Regions from separate parts of the Gossypium hirsutum genome. Here regions 1 and 2 are each linked to region 3. The links are chromatin contacts, called in public Hi-C maps. All regions are on one chromosome and are shown on one strand. The core of a region is the stretch at or near the end of the contact, and the rest is flanking DNA. Distances in the headings are between cores, read along the strand shown. Region 1 holds the start of LOC107893735 (nuclear envelope-associated protein 2). Region 2 holds the start of LOC107893736 (serine/threonine-protein kinase haspin homolog). Region 3 holds the start of LOC107893744.

Evidence for each region. A called contact is a pair of places that touch in the nucleus more often than the background predicts.
Region 1: a Hi-C map of leaf shows a contact between it and region 3, with 2.3 times the contacts expected there. The contact joins the promoter of LOC107893735 here to the promoter of LOC107893744 in region 3. A contact is called at or near these places in 5 of 34 Hi-C or Micro-C datasets (all in leaf).
Region 2: a Hi-C map of leaf shows a contact between it and region 3, with 2.2 times the contacts expected there. The contact joins the promoter of LOC107893736 here to the promoter of LOC107893744 in region 3. A contact is called at or near these places in 3 of 34 Hi-C or Micro-C datasets (all in leaf).

What each region holds. Positions count from the first base shown.
Region 1 is chrA13:80,507,836-80,510,535 of Gossypium_hirsutum_v2.1, reverse strand. It overlaps LOC107893735 (nuclear envelope-associated protein 2), which reads left to right and starts at 1,300. Exons shown (of 6, transcript XM_016818801.2): 1 at 1,300-1,544; 2 at 2,138-2,479; 3 at 2,647-2,700. The coding sequence starts at 2,285.
Region 2 is chrA13:80,468,974-80,471,673 of Gossypium_hirsutum_v2.1, reverse strand. It overlaps LOC107893736 (serine/threonine-protein kinase haspin homolog), which reads right to left and starts at 1,435. Exons shown (of 13, transcript XM_016818806.2): 1 at 1,032-1,435; 2 at 520-610; 3 at 1-302. The coding sequence starts at 1,282.
Region 3 is chrA13:80,326,154-80,328,853 of Gossypium_hirsutum_v2.1, reverse strand. LOC107893744 reads right to left here and starts at 1,442. Exons shown (of 1, transcript XM_016818814.2): 1 at 195-1,442. The coding sequence starts at 938. The coding sequence ends at 486. It overlaps LOC107893743 (intermediate cleaving peptidase 55, mitochondrial), which reads right to left. Exons shown (of 14, transcript XM_016818812.2): 14 at 1,845-2,321. The coding sequence ends at 2,226. LOC107893742 (alkaline/neutral invertase A, mitochondrial) reads left to right here. Exons shown (of 6, transcript XM_016818810.2): 6 at 1-89.

The DNA.
Region 1 (2,700 bases), core at 51-2,550, 180 kb before region 3:
CACTTTCCCAATGGTATTCCCAATTACCTTGATAATTTTCTTCTTGTATAAATAACCTGGAAGACCAGGTAGTCTAATCCATGCCAACACTAAACTTGGATAGGGTTGTGAAGGGCAAAACTCTTTTGTCCAGGGTTGAACTGTTAAATATTGTCCATACACCATCCACGGACCCTGCGCCAGAACTTTAGTGTAATCGTCGAAAGATTGGAACTTAGCCAAAAAGTATCCATTTTCAATATCCATGAGATGGAATGGCTTGGCAGTGTTCCAAAGACTGCTAATACGATTGTTAAGAGCCTCATAGCCAATGTTTCTTCCTAGTAATTTCAATATTACCGTGAGTTCCATCTCTTTGACTAAAATATTTTGAATCCGTTCAGAGAAGTCAATGGAAGGAATACCATTAACAACAGATCTGTGAATGTCTCCTTCTAAAAACTCAAGATCTTCATCAACATCTAGACTAGAAGACCCATCTTACCAACGTCTATTCCTCCAGAATTGGTTCCTAAAAGTTTATCCTTCCAGGATATCTTTAGGCTCGATCCAGAGTCTTCACCATCTCAGTGTCTTCTTCTCCGATTCCACCTTTGAACCGTACTTTCTTAGTCGTACGATCAGAATCCGATCGAGATCCATCGCCACCGCTTACTGCCTAAGGGGGGGAAACGTTATCGGGGATCAGAGAGAGTTTTTCCATTTTTATATTGTAAAAAAATATTTTTTGATGTATTTATTTTTTTAAAATAGATAAAATTAATCAAAATCAAAATTTTAATATTTATAACATAAAAAATATGTGAAACTCTCTAAATTACCATATCTTTCAAGAAATGTAAAAATTTACTAACAACTTACCATATATTCCAAGAAAAAATGAAAAAGGAATGAAGAAGTGAAATGGAACAGCCTAAATAATTATTTAAGCAGAAAAGGGCTCGGAGCCCGAGCCCGAGCCCAAGCCCAAGCAGGTGACAGTGTGACTAGTAGGTAGGTAACAAAAACAGATCGAACGGATGATAGAGAAAGAAGTCCACGCGGCAAGATTCCCCTTAGGCTTAGCAAGCAGCTAACCAAAAATTTGGATTTGCCGCGCTACTCTCGTTTCACGGCTGGAGTCAGTGGGAAACCGAAAAAAAAAAAAAAAAGATTGTGAAATGTCAAATCTGCCAAACAGAACCCACCACATTACAAAACACAGCTTAGGATTTTGGCATTATCACATTACCCCAGGTTCGGAATCAGGACCAAACATAATTAAATATTAATTACCTAAATAACTCAAGACCATGAATTAATTAAAAAACAAATAATAATTGGAAAGAACTAATCAATCAATTAGTATCCCTTCTAATCTAATCCTTCCTCTGTTTCCATTACAAAATTAAAACATCCTCGGATCCGATCTCATCTTAGGGGGAAAATTTCACAGAGCAGAGCACAAGCTTATTCGCAAATCCCATGTTAAAAATTTCATTTCTGCTTTGCTTTGAGACAGATACAGTGAAGAGAAGAGAAGAGAAGTGAAGCTCCTACCATAGGTTGGTGACTCTTTTCCTCGCTCAATCCGCCCATCATGATTCTCACTCTCTTTTATTTTGTTTGTTTTTCTGTTAAAGCCAAAAATATTTTCTGGGTTTTTTTTCTTTGCCTTTTCTCTCCTTCCGAGTACAGCGTTGTTTCTGTTTCATCTTTCTTTCCGCTTTCCCAAGAAATTTTTTTCTTTTTTTCCATTTTCAAACTATTTCAAATTTGAATTTTATTTTATTTTATTTTTTCCGCATATTTCAAATTCAAAAAGCTGTTCTCTCTCTATCTCTCTCTGCAAGTCTCTTTCTTTTTCTCTCTCTATGTCTTGATAAATAATTACAAGACTTTATTATTCAGATGGTTATGGTTGTGGTTTATAAACACCTCTATCGCTCTCCTTCCATTAAGCATCTATTTAGCATTCTCTTTTTTTTTTTTCTCTTCGCTTGGACCAGATTTATTCCATCCATTTCATTGCTTCCAAATATTTATTCTTCTTTTAAATCTTGTGAGTATTATCATTGCATTATATCTTTATATTTTTCAAACTTGTTGCTTGCTGTCCCACTTGAATTAAATGCACAACCACCATGTTCACATGCAGATATGGCAGCACAGATTGCTACAACCAAAGACTAGGACTCTTCCCCTAAGTCATCTGTTCTTTTTTTTTTGCCCCCTTCAAGGGTCTGTGCATGCATTCACGATCAGATCTTCAACTCACCGTTGGATCAAGAGCGTGCTATCCCTGATGTCAGTGTCTAATCAATCATCCCTTCCGTCTTCATCATCTTCTATGGATTTTGATCCTTTATTGAAGGATTTGAATGAGAAGAAGCAGAGTTTCCGGCGTAACGTGGTGTCGCTGGCGGCGGAGTTGAAGGAGGTTAGAAGCCGTTTGGCGTCGCAGGAGCAGTCATTTGCTCAAGAAACCCTAACAAGACAGGCATGTGATTGCTGATGGTGCCTCCTTTTCCGTGTCTTTTTGTGTTAAACTTTCAGTTCCCATTTGAATATTTCTCTTTTTGGGTCTTTCTTTGTGGGGTCAAGAACTTGTTTACTGGTAAACCTGATTCGCTTCTTATTATTATTATTATTATTTTTTTAAATCAGGAAGCGGAGACAAAGGCAAGGCACATGGAAGAGGAAATATTTAAATTGCAGACG
Region 2 (2,700 bases), core at 186-2,685, 140 kb before region 3:
GGAGTTTTTACACTTGATAAATCCAAACCACTAGTATATATGGGATCCATTGGAGCAGCAGGAGTTTCTAATATTTTGGACAAGGTGGTAGAAGGCCCGCAACTGAAGTTTATCTTCTTTGAAAAGAGCCACTTCTCTAATCTGGTTGAAACAAGTGGTATAGGATCAGTGACAGTTTGATTGCCTGTTGCCCATGTCCCAAAGTGTTTTGGTGATGGGCTTTCCTCCAATAACTCAAAGGCATCAACCTCTTGAAAATATGCTCTCTCCTTATCGAAGCTTGATTGTTCTGCAGCCTTGCCCTGTAAACAAACAGAGAAATTAATTTGTAATGACAAAGTATCCAATGCACCTTTCTCAAGACACTAGATAGGTTTTGGACATTAGGAGTAGCGCAGCAACAGAAGAAATAAAGGAAACTAAGTTGAGACTTGAGAATGTGAAGATGGGAACACTATGCATAAATGGGAGGAGAGAAAGAAAATGGGAAATAGGAAATAGAAGGTGTGTCAGACATACTTTAGGAACAGGCGGTTTCCCCCTTCTCCTGGGCTGCTTTTGTTGTGGTTGATTCGCCAAGCAAGGAGCAACAGCAATGCTTATCCTCCCTCTGAATGAAGCAGAAATTTGAGTTATAATAAAACTCACCACCTAAAAAGCATTGAAAACGTATTTGAAGGTTTTTGAGCAGACAACGAAACAAAATAAATGGGGGGAAAAAAGGAAACCCTGAACATCAAATAACCAGCATAAGCAGGCAAACATTAAATTGTAGTCAGGGAAGCGTCAAACTTGGATAGTGTGAGAATAATTTATCCTATTCTATGGTAAGGCACAAGTAGCATAGTTTTTTTTTCCTCGTGTAGCTGTTGAGCATAATAATGGTTCTTTGAATTTGCAGGTAAATTTGAAGATGAAAGAGAAAGGAAGCATAAAATTTTGTCTTTAAAGAAAATGGAATTAAAATAAGGCAAAATTAGGATAATACCCAATAAATGCTGGTTAAAAAAGAGAAAAGGGAAAGAAGGAACCTGATGGAAAGTGAGCGATTCCAACTGACCCGCTTGTTGTTAGCAGCAGCGAAACTGAGGCGATTGCTGTTAGTGGGTTGCAGAAGCAGGGGGTGGTCTGAGTCAGAGGGGGTGGGGTGAGATGTTCGTCTTCTTCTCTGATAAACGGGTTGGATTAAGGGTGCGTTTGTGGATGGTTGATCCGATGCTCCTATGATCTCTGACCAAAGATCGACCTCTCCGCCCGATCTTGCTTTTGCTTTGCCATCCATTATTAAATCTTACTTAGCCCCTGATTGATATATAGACAGACGGAGATTTACGTAAAAGAGAGAGAAAACAGTGTGATTTGAATATGCAGGGAGGCGGGAAGGGATCATGGATTGGTTGTGCTGTGCTTTGCTGTGCTGTGGGAGACGAGCTTTGGTCCAATTACCACTTCATCCATATGCCCACTCTTTCATTCAGCCCAACGACTAAATGGCCCAATCTCTATCATCATTCATCACAACAATAAAAAAAAAACCATTACGCAAAAATTGGTTATTCTTCTAATTTCTTATTCCTTCTTCAAAAGTGTTTCAAATAAATATATTTGAAAATTTTAGTTTAAGATTTAAATATTTAGTATTGCTGTCAAAAGGTGAATTTAAGAAATAAAATGTTCATTTTAAATATTATATTGTAAAATAAAAAAAATATGTATTTAATGTGGTTAAAGTTCATTACTTATATGATATTTTAATAAAAATATAAAAAATATATTATTAATATTTTGATTTATAAAATATAAATTTTCAAAATCGAGTCGATTTGTGGTATTTATAACAATAAACTTTTACTGAAAAGTGCATATCCTTTGTGCATGACAGATTCAAGTCAACCCTAGATTTCAACCGAACAACCTTCTTCGCTATCATCACTTCTTCGCTATCATCGTACCACAAATAGCGTTGAGTGCGGACTCAAGCAATACGAACCAAACACAGAATAAGAAACAATATTATTACTTTCAGTTAGAAAGTAATTCTCTCAATAGAAACCGATAAAGATTGTAATTTCTAGAAAATAGAATTTATTTTAAGTAAATAAAGTACCACTATTTTATGGTAGAACAACATTAACTCAATAATCAAGAAGCTTGTGTATTAGGTTCGATGCTATCTATATATAAAGAGAGATAAAAGAATCCTGGTTGTACAAGGCTTAGACAAATGATATTATTTTAATGAAAAATGCTTCCTACTCTAAGTATAGTAGGGTGGGTGGCACACCTAAATAATAATACTAGGGTTGTCACCACTTTCATTTAATATTAGTAGTTTTTAGCCTCTTATGTATTGAATCCAATTATATGTGTTTTTTTAACTTTTAATCCAATATTTTATAATTTAAATTAACCCATGCTTGTTTTTTTTTTATTTCTAAAAATATATATTATTTATTCAATTAATTAAATTAACTAAATTAATTTTCAATTAAATAATTTTCTTAATCCAATTCTAATTCTGTTAAAGTCATGAGTACCATAAAAAAATTATGAGGAAATATATTTAATTTTCTTATTTAATGGATTCATAATGACTAACTAATTTAATTCTATTTTTGAATTTCCATTTTTTAATTATAATTAATTAAATAATAATTTGAAAACCTTAAATTAATTCTCAAGTCATTTTATACTCAATGA
Region 3 (2,700 bases), core at 193-2,692:
GCCATATATGTAATTTTTCCAAGTAGTCTTCCAAGTTGATTGGTATTGAAAGTGGGAATAGGATCAAAAGAGAACAATATAATATAATATATATATTCTCTTTAACCCCAATGCCTTTTTTTACGTGTATATATATATTCTCTTTGACCGATAAAGAATAAATGAGAATTGAAAAAGTAAAGAACGAATAAACATAGGCAAACAAGACAATAGCATATTTTTAAGTTAAAAATAATTTGGGTTGCTTCCAATAGGTTGAAGCAACAATGCATATGTTGTAGTACTAACATGCAATGCAACAAGTTTTCCGAGATTGAAACTGTAAACACCTCTTTTTTTTAATTGTTATATATTGATTGATTACTAGAAGTAATGCTACTAGTTAAAGACACTCAACAGGAAATGACAGCAATCCAAAACCATGAATATTAAATTAACCCAGAGATGAAGGGTTCTTCTCCTAATGGAAATTGGGACACCTTGTCCTAGTTCTTCTCCTTGGATGATTCCTCGCCTTCAATCTCAAAAGCAGATACAGGGTAAGATCTGGACAGCCCAGCAGGGGTCTTGAAAGTGATTTTGCCAGTGGCTGGATCATCAACATAGATATCACTCAGTGTGACCCAAATCAAAAGCTCCTTGCTCTTAACCCCATTCAGCTTCTTTATCCTGTTTTTCTCAATCACTGCAGTGACTTCAGTTGCATACGAAACAGGCTTCCCAATCTTTTCAAACTTGTGGGTTATGCTCTTCTTCTGTTTAAGCCACACGAACCCTGTCTCCTTCACATATCCACATTCTTCAATGTCTTTCAAGGGCAAAAGCCCTCTGGGCATGCCCATCTCCTCCAGCAAAGACTTGGATTTCACTTGACAGATCTCATCTCCATGGTATACTTCTGAAGCACTGGCTTTGATCTCTTCTGTCACCAAAGACATCTTTTTTCTCCTCTCTGTAACCTGAAACTGGTGTATACTTGTCTTGTTAGAGAAGATGCTTAATGGCTGAGTAAGGGGCAAAAGACGATGGGCGTTGATATAGTTGTCAAGCTATTTATCCACCCTTGTGGGAGGAGAATATTTCGATAATGCCATTATGGCAAGTGGCAGGCATGCATGGCCTCCAAAATGACCTGTTCAAATTAAGGCTGGGCTTTGGGGTAAAGCCATAAATAACGGCTGGTCCATTCTGGCAGACTGCTGCTTATTGCTGGTTTAGGTGGCAGTGCTTAGGTGAACTAACTGGTACAGCCGAGAGTAATTTAGGTGAACAGAAAGGGGCATTAGATTCTGCGTAGCTAGTAGCTTTCTTAGGTATTAATGAAAATATAAGATACACATGGAAACTTCCTGCAGAAATTAGGAGGATAAAAAAGGATTTTTGTCAAGGAAATACGCCAAGTGTGAATTACGTGGGATGGGGATTCCAGTTTTTGAAGTAACATATCGCGTCATAAACATGAACCATGAACCATAAAAACTTGTGGGAGCTCCTAAAGACCAAACATTTACCCCATTCAGTAAACTTTCACTGCTAATACATATTTTACCCACTTCGTTTGTTGATATTAAAACAAAGAAAATTGAAAATGACATGATCAGCCTGTACGTCCTTGTATCATCATTTCACCATCCCAAAGCACAGCAGCAGGTGAAAAACATTATCATACAAAGAATTTACTCAAATGGTGGAAGCAGCAATCCCTAATATTTTGCTCTGCCACTGGGAAAGTTGTGTCTTAGCTTTGTACAAGCAGGTCATTGATGATCACAGTAATACAACTTTGTAGTAGTGTCACCATTCTCCTCACCCAGAGCCGGAACTATGCTAAGTAAATGAAGAGCTTAACCTTTGAAAGCTAGTATTATTCAAAAGAGGGATCTATTTCCCATGAATACAGGTAATTTCATTGACCGTCGATATAAAACCATTAGTAGATGTTGACAAAGTTGCAGATCAAAGGTGAAAAGAATTGGCTGATAGCCCTTGTTTACTGGAAATATTGAGCACAAAATGGAAAACATGGAGCACTCTCATTGACAAGAGTTTGGGTATAAATAGATGCACGCATGACCGGCCAGTTCTGCAGGAAAACTGGAATAATATACAAAACGATATTGTGTCTCGGGTTCAAAATATACACAGGCTTAGAAATGATCTCCTTTTCTGACAGGTGGTGATCTGTGCCCAACAATTTTCAAGGAAGAATCAAATGGTTGCAGCTTTTATACTGTTGCGGCCTCCATACCCTTTGTATAACTGTAATCGTTTAGCAAGGATTCAATGTGTTTGATCTCTTTCGGCATTGATCCAGTGAGGACCTGTTTCAAATTTCAAACAATCAGAAGGATTACTGAATGCAAGCTACTAATGTAATAATGATTGTGACACTTTAGTTATAACTAGGCTAACCATGAGAAAAAAAAAAAACTTCATATCGATATTAACCTCTGGTAAAATCCCCCTCCCCCCTTCCCCTGGGAAGCTTGAAAGATTAAGCTTTCATTAGATAAGATTCTGCTCTTTTTTCTCCAACCACTTTAAATTGGTTTATGTATAATGTTTTACTGAATATGTAAGCATCAAATAGGAAGATATCCTTAAGAACAAAAAAAGAAATTGTATCGAAAGCCACCTTCGAGTGATTAATATCAGCAACAAGTCACATCAAAGACAAAATTACCCTTAAGAATGAAATGG